Regions from separate parts of the Hordeum vulgare genome. Here region 2 is linked to region 1. Evidence: chromatin contacts called from public Hi-C data. All regions are on one chromosome and are shown on one strand. The core of a region is the stretch at or near the end of the contact, and the rest is flanking DNA. Distances in the headings are between cores, read along the strand shown. Region 1 holds the start of LOC123402081 (4-coumarate--CoA ligase 3). Region 2 has its middle 120 kb from the start of LOC123405206.

Region 1 (6,478 bases), core at 3,778-6,277:
GGGAGGCCACAAGCCCTGACATCGCCGCCTCCCCCCTGGTGGCGTGGTGGGAGCTTGTGGGCTCCCTGGAGGCCACCTGGCTTGGCCCAAAGGCCCCCTGATCTTCTTCCGTTCGGGAAAAAATCATTTCGGGTTTTTTATTCCGTTTGGACTCCGTTCCAAAATCAGATCTGAAAAGAGTCAAAAACACAGAAAAAACAGGAACTGGCACTTGGCACTGAATTAATAAGTTAGTCCCAAAAAAGATATAAAAGGTACATAAAACATCCAAAGAAGACAAGATAACAGCGTGAAACCATCAAAAATTATAGATACGTTTGAGACGTATCAGGCCTCCATCCGACGCTTAGCAGCGGTGATGACAATGCCCTCTTCTAGGATCTGCTTGCGGGCCTCCACGAGCGAGGCCCTAGCATCAGCTGGGTTTGAAGTGGTGGCGATGGGCGTCTTCAAGCCGGCAAGGGTGGCGTAAAGCGGGTCTGCAGAGCCTGCAGCGGGGTCGGCTGCCTCTGATGAAGCCTTGCCATGAGGCTTACTGGTGCCGGCACCAATAACCATCACCTCCATGAAGTTTGAGACGACAGCGACGTGGTGCGGGGCAAGACACCCCACATATGACGGTGGATTGTCGCAGACGAGCACCTCGCTAGCGTACTCATAAGACGCAGGCACATCCTCAAGGGAGAGCCTGCTGAAGCTTGCGCATAGAGCATCGATATTGACGCCCTCACCGAGGTGGCGAGGCTCATCGTCGAGGCGTGGGTCGCTGAAGAGAACGCCGAGGTTTGCGACTGCGGCGATGACGTCGCTAGGTAGCGACTCGCTGGCGAACTCCTCATCAGAGTCCGTGAGACGGCCTGGATCATTGGTCAGCATCACAGAAACCTCCGCAAGGGCAGGCTCCACGGGCATGTTGAACTATCCGGACGCGAGGCATCCGACGGTGTTGGCGAAGGGTCCCGCCCGGAGAGTAACTCTGACCGGTGCCGCGGACGGCCCCACGATGGGCGTCAAATTTCGGTGTTTACTCACGACATCAGCCATGGGTAGGCTAAACATGAGGGGTGGGAACCTAAGGACACCTGCGGGCTCCGGGAACGGGATTGGCACAAGCGAGACAGACGCACGATGTACCTAGGTTCAGGGCTCTTTGTGGGAGATAACACCCCTAGTCCTGCCGGAATGGTTGATGCACCAAAGGGATTACAGTGTGCTCCTTGGGCTGTTCGACGGAGGAGGAAGAAGGAGCAGCCGGCTCGCGTCTACCTCACCTGTATGTGTGTGTGTGTGTGTGTGTGTGTGTGTGCGGTTGGCCAACCCTCTGCATGGAGGGGGGGCGGGGGGTTTTATAGACGAACCCACCGACCTGCAATATGGATAAAAGTACAAAAGTGGGACCCGCCTGGCAGCCTCGCCGGCTGGCCAGGGGGCCCACACTGGTTTGGTATTGTCCTTGGAGGGGCCCGCCGGCTGCGAGGTCCCATCTGGCAATGGGGTCCGTCGGCCAGCCAATGGAGCTCTCGTGTAAGGCCGACGCAGGACACGTGTGGTACGTCCAGCGTCGTCTTGCGAGATTCGTCATGGATCGTTGGTACGGTCGTCTCCACTGTTACCATGCCAAGCTTGGTAATGGAGTGGGTGCTGACGGGCCGATACTGTGCTGGGTTAACGGATCGGAGTCGTCCTAGGTTAGCGGCATGGCCGCTGACACTATATCTGTCGTGTGCCCCAACCTTGCACCCGCGCTGATGCGTCTTCACCTTTAATCGTAGAGTCCCATCACATCTTAGGATTTGATGTGACTAGGGCTGTCTAGCCGGCTAGCAGCCTCGCTAGCCGGCCTTAAAGATGCCGCCTCGCCCCTAGCCGGCAGGCGCTTCCTATCCGGCCAAGAGGAGTTTGCCGTTTGGAGGAAGCTGATGGCTCCCTTTATAGTTGGATGCAAAGGATTAGTCTCGACGATCCTACCCCGGGGTTATCCCCCCGTCATCTCATGTAAGGATTCTTTCAGAATCATAATGGCATTGGTTACACATTTTGATTTAGAGTTACATAAAATGGATGTAAAGACGATATTTGTAAACAGGGATTTGGAAGAAAATGTTTACATGAGACAACCAAAGGGTTTTTATCATGGAAGGCAAGGAAGATATGGGATGCTGCAAGAAGAAATCCATTTATGGACTAAGGCAAGCCTCTAGACACTGGTATATAAAGTTTAATGATACAACTAAAATATTTGGATTTAAAGAGAATGTTGAGGATAAGTGTGTTTATGCAAAGTTCAAAAATGTGAAATACATTTTCCTAATCTTGTATATGGATGATACATTGCTCGCTAGCAATGGTGTTAGTCTGCTACAAGAAACAAAGATGTTTTTCTCCTCAAATTTTGATATGAAAGACATTGGTGAAACATCATATGTTTTGGGCATTGAAATTCACCGAGATAGGAAAAATGGAGTTTTAGGACTATAGCAGAAAGCATATTTAGAAAAGGTTTTCAAAAAGTATAATATGCATGCGAGTAAGGCCACACCTGCTCCTATAGTCAAGGGTGAAAGTTTTGGGAAATTCTACTGTCCCAAGAACCAGTACGAGCTCGATCAAATGAAAACAGTGCCATATACTTCGGCCTTTGGAAGTTTACACTATGCACAAGTGTGCACTCACCCTGACTTAGCTTTTATCACTGAGGTACTCGGTAGATATCAAAAGAATCTATACATAGAGCACTGGAAGATGGTAAAGAAAGCATTGCGTTATGCGCAAGGCTCAAAGGACCTCATGCTAACATACAGAAGATTTGGTTCCCTAGAGATAAAAGGGTATTTAGACGCAGATTTATGAGAGACAGAAATGATAGAAAATCCACGCCAGGATATGTGTTCACTCTCGCTGGAGGGGCTATTTCGTGGAAAAGCTCCAAACAATCCATAATTGCATCGTCCACGATGCAAGCAGAGTTTATAGCATGTTTTGAGGCCACCAGACAGGTTATATGGTTAAAGAAATTCACACCCGACTTGAAAGTGGTAGATTGTATTGAAAAACCACTAAAGATGTACTGTGACAACCAGCCCGCGGTATTCTGTGCTAACAACAACAAGTCGAGTAATGCTACCAAAACAATAGATATAAAGTATTATGTAGTGAAAGATAAAATCCAGGATCACACTATAAGTCTCGAGCATATAAGGACAAAGGATATGCTTGCGGATCCGCTAACGAAAGGCTTATCACCCATTGTGTTCAAGGAACACTTAGCCGACATGGATTTAAGGGAAAGCATATGATTCCTGGATCATGAGAGGCCCAAAAGGAACATAATTTGTTTCAAAACAGAGAGGTGTGTTGTACCTGCCTGATTTATCGGCAATTGAGCTATGACGATGAAACATGCTCTATGTACTAATCAGTGATGAAACTAGTAAAGTATAAAGTTAAAAGTTAAAAGGAAAGTTGAGATCAAGGGGGAGAATGTTAGGTTGATATCCTCTCGTTTGAGCCCAACGGGTCGAACGAGCCCTTGCCTCGGGCCCTGATCGGGGGCGCTCAACCCTCCTATGGTTGACGGGCCCCTGTCATGCTGGGCCATATAAAGAGGTGGGGATCGGGACACGCACTACGAGGTTCGCCGCGCAGCCACCAACCCCACCAACACAACCTATCAACCTAGGTTAGCCCTGAAGTGACGGGAAGCACCGCCGCCACTACTTCGCCCACTCTCTGCTATCGCCACCGTCGCCATCCCCCATGGCATCAGGCTCGGGATCCTCGAACCAAGAAGAAGGTAAAAGTCACCGTTTATCTCTAACCCTACCCGATCCAAAGTCTATCACATCTGTCTTATAGTTGGGATGGATTTGAAAACTAATCTGTTCAAGTAAGGATGGCGTGGGGACGACAACATCTTTGTGGCGAACATGTGTCCCCAGACTCCGTCATTGTGGCGATGTTTGCTCCAGCATCAACGCAGAGCTTGGAAGGTAGCCCATGAGCGAATGCAGATTGTGGTCTGCGTCTATGACATGTGAAAGACGAAACATGTGCTGCGTTCGTGGTTCGTGATGGCAGATATGGTTTCCTCTTTCGACTGTTTAGTCGTGATGTGATACAAAATCTGGAGTTCGATGACATGTGCGGGTGTTGCCTCGGTCTGATTCGTTCAACGGCAAGGACTTCATTTTTGATGAACTGCCTTGAAGATTCGCAAAGCGGCATATCGATGATGTAGCCGCATCGAACTCGGACGAGGAGGTGATCTGTCTTTCTTTTCTTCGATGACTGCTGTGGTGTTGTCGGAGACAAGTGAGAGGCGTTGGCATCAAGCTCAAAGACGTCTCGCTACATTTTCAGTTTTGTCATGCCGGTCTTTACGCGACTTGTATTTCAAATTTATGATATAAATGAACGCATATTATAATTAAAAAAAAGGGTTGCTCTTTTTGAATTTTGAAAAGGCCCCTCTGCTTGCACAAATATAGCCCCCCTCCCCATCCAAAGTCCAAGTGAAAACGAGCGACCAGAAACCGCCAGTAGTAGGCGAGACATGCCCGTCCAACGGAACCATCGCCCGAACCCGAATCCACCAAATCCAGCAGACTTCAACCCCAAAAGACCAGCAAGGTTCAACACGAAAAAGTCGGACCAACCATCCCCCGGTGTTTTCCGTGTCCTACCACTTCCCACACAAGAGACGACACCGCCGTGTCGACATCCAGCCGTGACACATCTCCCGGCTTGCGAAGCAAATGGCCACTCGTCTCAGTCGTCACCAACCCCAATGGCGCACGAGAGGCCGACCAATGCGTGGAGCAGCATTCCGGAGGAAGAAGGGCAGTCGCTGATACTGATAATGGGTGGGGTAGGTAAACGATGGCACAGTCAACGAACCCCCGGCCGCTCTCACCAACCCTTGCCCAGCTCGCTGCCATCCCGGCCCCACGCGTCATCCTCCACTGACCCCACCCACCAACTCCCCAACTCACACCCCGTATATTACACCCGCCATCTTCCCTTCCTCCGTCCTTCTTCAGGAATCAGGAGAGCAGAGATCGATCAAGCGAGCCCGCGCACGCACAAAGCAGCCGTCTCCTCCTCTTCCTCCTACACACGCCCACTAATCTAACCATCTTCCTAGGATTAGTCTTTTGCTCGTCGGTCGATCTTAGCACGACGACGATCGCTGACATGGGGTCCGTGCCGGAGGAGACGGTGGTGGCGGCGGCGCCGGCGGCGGCTGAGGAGGTGGTGTTCCGGTCGAGGCTGCCGGACATCGAGATCCCCAACGAGCAGACGCTGCAGAGCTACTGCTTCGCCAAGATGGCGGAGGTGGGGTCCCGGCCCTGCATCATCGACGGCCAGACGGGCGCCTCCTACACGTACGCGGAGGTGGAGTCCCTGTCCCGGCGCGCCGCCGCGGGGCTCCGGCGGATGGGCGTCGGCAAGGGCGACGTGGTCATGAACCTGCTCCGCAACTGCCCCGAGTTCGCCTTCTCCTTCCTCGGCGCGGCCCGCCTCGGCGCCGCCACCACCACCGCCAACCCCTTCTACACCCCGCACGAGATCCACCGGCAGGCGGACGCGGCCGGCGCCATGCTCATCGTCACCGAGGCCTGCGCCGTCGACAAGGTGCTGGAGTACGCGGCCGCCAAGGGCCTGCCCGTGGTCACCGTGGACGGGAAGCGCGACGGGTGCGTCGAGTTCGCCGAGCTGATCGCCGGCGAGGAGCTGCCGCAGGCCGAGGAGGCCGGGATCCACCCCGACGACGTCGTCGCGCTGCCATACTCCTCCGGCACCACCGGGCTGCCCAAGGGCGTCATGCTCACGCACCGCAGCCTCATCACCAGCGTCGCACAGCAGGTACCGCCAGCGTCTCTCACTCACGCGCCGTTCATGGATTCTCCATTTTCCTCTGCTCCCACCTCTGTTTCCGCTTCCGTTTCCGCTTCGATCATTTACCACGTTTGGGTCAACGGAGCTCAGCGTGGGACAATTCCGTTCCTGTCGGCGCCGAGCCAGCCTCCGTAGCTGCTGAGCTGCTCCTCACTCGCAATCGCAACAGAGCACGACAGGTGGGCCCACGGTGTACGCGTAATGCCCGGACCCACCGGTCAGTGCCTATTAGAATATTATTTTCCACCGCGTGGTCAGAGCTCTGGGTGCCAATCAAGTCGGCAGGCTGGCTCATAAATCCGTGCGTTTATTTTCCATCTATTCTTGGCATCTCGTATATACTCCTACTACAGTAGTAGAATCCTTCCACTGGTATACGGTTCCCTGCACGCGGGGCCCGCGGTGAGTGCGTCCCAGACGCCAAGATTCGTGCTGACCAACACGATGCGCTTGGCGCCAAAGTCAGAGGTTTCGAATTACACCCACTGCTGACGACCTACGAGTAGATGTGTTCTGATGAAAAATGGTGATGGTTTTCAGGTGGACGGAGAGAACCCGAACCTGTACTTCAGGAAGGAGG
Region 2 (6,087 bases), core at 303-2,802, 210 kb before region 1:
TAGTTGTAGAAAACCACATAATTTGAATACAGCATCACTCGCACGAAGAGGAATCACATGTTCTATCACAAGTTTATTATGGATATTCCATAGTGTCCACAAGAGGGCACCGTTGATAACCCAGAGGGTCAGTCGCATATTGGAATTGTAGGTACCAAGCACCTCACTAGACATATCTAGGAAGTTGTCGTGGCACCAACCGCCGCCAACAACCTCCCGAAAACAGCTCCAAAGAAACCTTGCAGTCGGACATATGAAGGAAAGGTGGCGCGGTTCAGATAACATCCCATATAGATGCAAATTTGTGTATGGAGACTATCTCTCGAGCACAGATTAAGTTTCATCGTCAATGGAAAAAACCAAAAACCACGAGATCACCCATTGCATTTTGGGGCTCATACCAGTTGAGCCTTTTTGTTATGCCTTTCTCAATGGTTTGGAGAAAAGCAGCAACCGACGGGACTTCATTAATCATCCCTTCCTTTTAGAGATTATGTAAATTCTTTTTTCCTTCAATAAGAGCAGAGCGTGACGTCAAGTATATAGATTCCATATCCAAAGAAAAATCAGGGTAAACATTTTCGGTAGAGGTTCATGTGAAGGGATGAACATGTCAGAACGTATACACACGCGTTCACATGTGGCGATCCGGAATATCACAGACGAGGAAAATGATCTTTCAGCTAATGAGCAACTGGTTGAAGCGATTAAGGGTTTGTTTACTTTGTTTCAGGAGCTTAGTGTTGCTTGGGTGCCACCTGCCACGATCGGCGAATGAAGTTGCACACATCCCAGCTAGGGAAAGTTGTTGTAACTTTTTATGTAAAACTTGGCTTTTGTGGCTGGAGAGTGTGTTAGCTCGGAGTTAATTTCAAAAGGGGCTATGAACTTTGAATAAACAGGCAACTATTCCCTAAAAAAAGAACGTACACACGCGTTCCCCGCCATCATTAATAAAAGCACATGAGCAAGTCAAAATGTCAGTATTCCCTAAGCCAGCTATGCCTATGATTAAGAGCTTCTACGTGCAACTGGAACAGACGTGCCAGGCAATTAGTAGCGGGAGCGAGGCATGCATGTTCCCAGTTCCAGGCTAGCTCGACGTGCCATTTTTTTTAGTGTGTGCACACGAGACAGCCACGAAAGGCTAGCGAACATGTCTTATTAATCCATCCTAGGTGACAAGCCTTGGAGTATATCACTCTTACCTGACGGTCACACGAATCTGTATTTCGCCGATACCGATCATGGCGGCATAGACGCCCTCTCCGAGAAAAGAAAAAAGAAAGGGTAGCATAGACACATAGTCCGCCGCTCTGTGCAGTGTAGTGAGCCATGCTGGATAACAGGACTCGTCGTGCGTGTGCACCTTTCCCTTGTGTCGCATGGCACGCCACCGTACGCTGCACTCACTTTGGACCACTGCCAACAAGATTCAATTGCGCTGCGCACCGCCGCCACTCTACGCTGCCCTGCCCACTAACCCAAACCCACCCGCGGCCACTCCACGCGAGCCAGCGCTCGATATTTCCCCGACCTGCCTGCATGCCGGAGCGGCCGACCCACTCGCGCATCCAACGGGGAGCCCTGGGACTGGGAGGATAGGACGCGACGGCCCCGTGGCGTCAGCGTGACGTCGTTCCCTCCACCATCGCTAGGCAGTCAGTCGGCACCACTCGTTTTTTTTTTAGAACTTCACCAGCACCACCACTCGTTTGTGTTGGACCGGCTGGTGGTAGGTGGAATCGATGGGCCGTGCGTTCTGTCCGCCCGGCCCGACCCAAACCTTGACGAGGTAGACGGGTACTAGTGGCATGCGAGTAATACTGTTAACATGGTTTGACTAGTACATGTTTTTTTTTTTTTGGTAGAGGTTTCTTCTATTATTGTGGGACGACAGTGTATATTGGCGACGCGCATCATGCGACGTAGTGGCATGCGGAAATATTCGCCGCTATGCGCCGCCACCTACGGTCAATCACTCGCTGCTCTGGATTAACTTTAGTAACTAGACAATTCCTCGCCCGTTACCCGGGAATTACTGGCAATATTTTTCAGATAACCCTTGTTTATGAGGAACATGATTGTTACAATTAACAATATGAGCATGAACAAATATACGAGATTTATTATAGTTGATTTGTTTATTGTTGTAAAATGTTTTGGAACGAAGGAGCATAATGTGAGTTTGAATTTTTTTGGAGTTGTCCAAGCTATAGTGTCTTCTTCATTGGGAAAATAATGGACATGAGTAGTGAAGATGACTCTCTTCCCGTGCGTTGTTGCGGTAATTTTGTTAAAAAATGCGTAAGTAATTATAAATCTAATGAAAAAGTATAAAATTAAAAATTAGTAGAAGAAAGTGTCTAAAATAGAATAAACTTTTTGAACTAGATTTAAAAATATTATTTCGAACACAGATGAGAAGGATGACTAATATGAATATATGGTGTGACAACGCTACAAGCATAGACTAATGAAAATATAATTGTAATTTATATGTTAAATGGATGGCTTGCTTACGTGGCAGATTTTGCATGGCTTAGTGAAAGGAAAGAGTTAAATGCATTGCTTAGTGGGACGTTGGGTGGACACTTTGCATGTTTAGAGTGCTTATGTGGCAGATTTTTATTGGCTTAGTGGGAGAGAAGATTTAAATGCAATGCCTAATGGGATGTTAAGGTGGACACTTTGTATGTTAAAAGAATTCGGACCAACTTCTTAAGAATGTAAGATGTGTTAGTAGATCACAATACTGGTGGTAATCTGCCGATTCGAATTGTAAAGATGCGATTGTTAAGCACATTGATTGGTGGTCCCTTTCTGCTTATGACTCTATAAAATAATTCTTGAGGAATTCCAACGGAGAAAAATAAGAATCAAGTTTATTATATGAAAAATAGAAGAATCAGGTTGTCAAACTGCAGAATTTGAAAGAAAATACATTTTCCCTGAAATTCACGGACACGTAAGTACATGCACACACCAGCCAAGTCCTACCATCTGCTCAATTTGCTACTCGATTTGTGAAATAATTGAATCCCACACAAGGGCATAGTAAAAAGGAAAATCCCTCAAAAAAAAATTAAAGTTTCAACAATGAAACTTAACATATTTTTTCTAAAAGTCATCAAAATATATTTAAAATAGATATTATGTGAAAGCGCTGGTCACGAAAAACAGAATATTAAAACAAAACTTAATTTGTAATTTTCGTTTAAAAGATATAGAACTTTGAAAATCGAAAGCCAAAATAAAAAGGCGGCACCAGGGACCGAGTGCTCGCGCACTTGCGTGCCGCAAATCCTCGTCCTATATTTTTCTCATAGGTCATAGTTTTACGTTCCTAGCCAAAGTTTTCTTATTTCTAAAACAGGGCAAAATACTTGACATTTTTATTAACTAAGAAGAAAAGACTTATCAAGCGACAACCATCACAAACCACTGATCTCGCACATACAAGAAATCGAAGAAACGACAAAAACGTTGCACATTGGCGTAATCCTCATCAGTTCTCCCAAGCAAGCAACTTCGACATCACCGTAAGACATACTTTTTGCATCATAATTTCATAAGATAAAATGTTCATCTATTATGCGTGTTCATATTTGCCATCATTTATCTCTCATATACAAATTTGCATTGGATAGAGACTGAAATCCCTGAAAATTGAGAAGATCATGCAAAAAAAATCAATTTTAGAGTCAATAAAAATCCAACAAATATATGTGAAGGAAAATGAGTTGGGAGCTAGAGGGACACCCCAAGGGAAAGGGTCAAGGGCTGACATGGCCCCCTCCTTAGCTCACGTAGGGCACACCTTGTGCTTCTCCGTGTTTCTCGATGACGGGCACATCTTCGTATTCGAGAACACCATATCCATCTCGAACATCACCCCTTTCCATCGATATAGGCATCTAGGTGCTATTGGTGTAGAACTGTTACTGTGATCACTTTTTTTATGCTGGTAAATGTTTAGTAGTTGATGCTTTGTGTTTATTAGGTGAAGATTTATACTTCTTGATTGCAATCCATATTCATATGCCAGTGATCATGCTTATGATGATGAATGGTGACTAGTTCTGTAATGTTCTTGAGGACATCAGAGAAGCTTATTGTTAAGGGTCGTATGATTTTTTCCATAAAGATTGATGTGTTGGTTATATGTTATGGTGTAATTTTTGTTAACTTGTTTCAACTGCAGACTTTTTGTGCATTCAATATGCATCATTCCAAGCCACATCCTCAAATTTCAACAGTTTCTAACTTCAGTTGCTATTTTTCATGCATTTAATGATATTTTTAGGTAAATGACCCTGAAATTAAAAAGAGAACAAATGAACTCTAAAAAGGTTAAAACTTGGCATGGTATCATACATCACAATGCTTTAAAAATCTTGCTCACATCATATTTAAACAGGAACATAAATAAAGATACTCGTCCGAGCTAGATATCCCCAAGCAATACATAATAATAGCTAGAAATAGAAGTGTTTGTCGTCGCGAACACTATTCGTCTGAATCGGAATATCCCCAAATTGGTGGTGGTGGTGGTGATGCTTGATGTACGAGGTGACGCTGGCCATTATTCATGATCCGAATCCTGTGGTACAACTCGTATGCAATGTACGCATCTTTTGCTGCATACTCAATGTTGATACCGTCAAGTGAGGTTGTCTCCCAGTCTTTGTGCTGATCCGAAGGGAATTTGGTCTTCATATCAGTGAACTCCTCGTCGATCAGGGTGACTGCCATATGAGCTATCGAAGTGCTCGTTTGTTGAAGCATGAATATGTCTTGGATATCAATGTGGCAGTCAGCTGGTATCTCAATACCGAAGTTGTGCCTCATCTTGAGCTTGTCATTCCTTATATCAACGCTAGCAAAACATATGCCGCTGCGAAGGAAGTCCATGAGTACTGGACAATGCTTGTCACTACTGCAACAACAACAAATTAAAATGGAACAAATGTTACATACTACTGCAAAACAAGTATATTTCTGCAGAAGTATAATAATTAAGAATCATAACAAGTATATTTTGGCACAGATATAATATGCAACTATAAAGGAAAATTTGTTCACTGCAACAAAAGAGGAATAAAAGAAGCCCTAGATTTTGCTATCCTATGCAATTTTCATATATGAATCAAAATAATAAATATATGCAACAAGGAAAATTCTTTCACTATAACTAAAGAGGAATTGATATTTCTCATAGGATTCAAATGGAACATATTGCTATCCTATGCAATTTTCATATACTATGAATTGATCAAGAAACCCTAAATTAACTATGACATATATGTTCTCCCACGGTTTTGCCAATATGCAAAAAGAAAAATTGTTTCACTACAACTAAAGAGAAATTGGTCTTTAGGATTCAAATGGAACATATTGCTATCCTATGCAATTTTCATAACCTTTGATCAAAGAAAAGCCTCAAAACTTACCTTGACCATTGGAAGACCTTGACATTTATCTTGAAACAAAGTTGGATGACGACAACAACTTCTTGATTGGCCGTGTACTTGAGATCAAGCCCCATGAACATGTCTTTCTCCTCCGCCATTTCAAGTCGTTCCTTGAAATAGGAAAGAAAACGCGGCACCATGGCTTGTCGTTTGTGTAGACGACATTGAGTTTGGTCGTGCCATGTGCGAGCACCTTCCCGTAGCGAGTGATTGGATCATTCTGGATGGAAGATATGTGGAATAAGAGAGGAGAGAGCAAAGGAGATGAACAAAATGGCCGCAGTTACTGTAGCCATCGCGGTAATATACCATTTATCCTGTTTTTCATCGCGCAAAACGACGCGGGATGCGAACGGTTTGGACCTTATGTCCCGGTTTGAGACACCAACCGGGACTAAAGGGACTCGCACCAGGCGAACAGTTGCCACCACCCCTTTAGTCCCGGTTCGTGGCTCAACCCGGGACTAAAGACCCTTAACGAACCGGGACAGAAGTCATTTGGCCTCCAGCCGCTCGAACCGGGACTAATGGTCACATTAGTCCCGGGCTAAAACCAAACCGGGACTAAAGAGGCGAACACAACACGTGTTTTCTACTAGTGTACGGATAGAGG

The links. Hi-C and Micro-C count contacts between places; a contact is called where the count stands out from the background.
Region 2: a Hi-C map of seedling shows a contact between it and region 1, with 3 times the contacts expected there. The contact joins the enhancer-like site here to the promoter of LOC123402081 in region 1. A contact is called at or near these places in 3 of 6 Hi-C or Micro-C datasets (leaf and seedling) and 1 of 1 datasets of contacts at active chromatin or transcription factors (embryo).

What each region holds. Positions count from the first base shown.
Region 1 is chr6H:123,136,085-123,142,562 of MorexV3_pseudomolecules_assembly, reverse strand. It overlaps LOC123402081 (4-coumarate--CoA ligase 3), which reads left to right and starts at 5,027. Exons shown (of 6, transcript XM_045095947.1): 1 at 5,027-5,865; 2 at 6,439-6,478. The coding sequence starts at 5,194.
Region 2 is chr6H:123,338,121-123,344,207 of MorexV3_pseudomolecules_assembly, reverse strand. No RefSeq gene overlaps it. Among protein-coding and RNA genes, the nearest start is that of LOC123405206, 120 kb to the left of the region's middle. Within about 2 kb of position 1,552, at least 3 of the 3 cell types and tissues checked have open chromatin away from gene starts, as enhancers often do. A contact at or near this core is called in leaf and seedling, where this site is marked.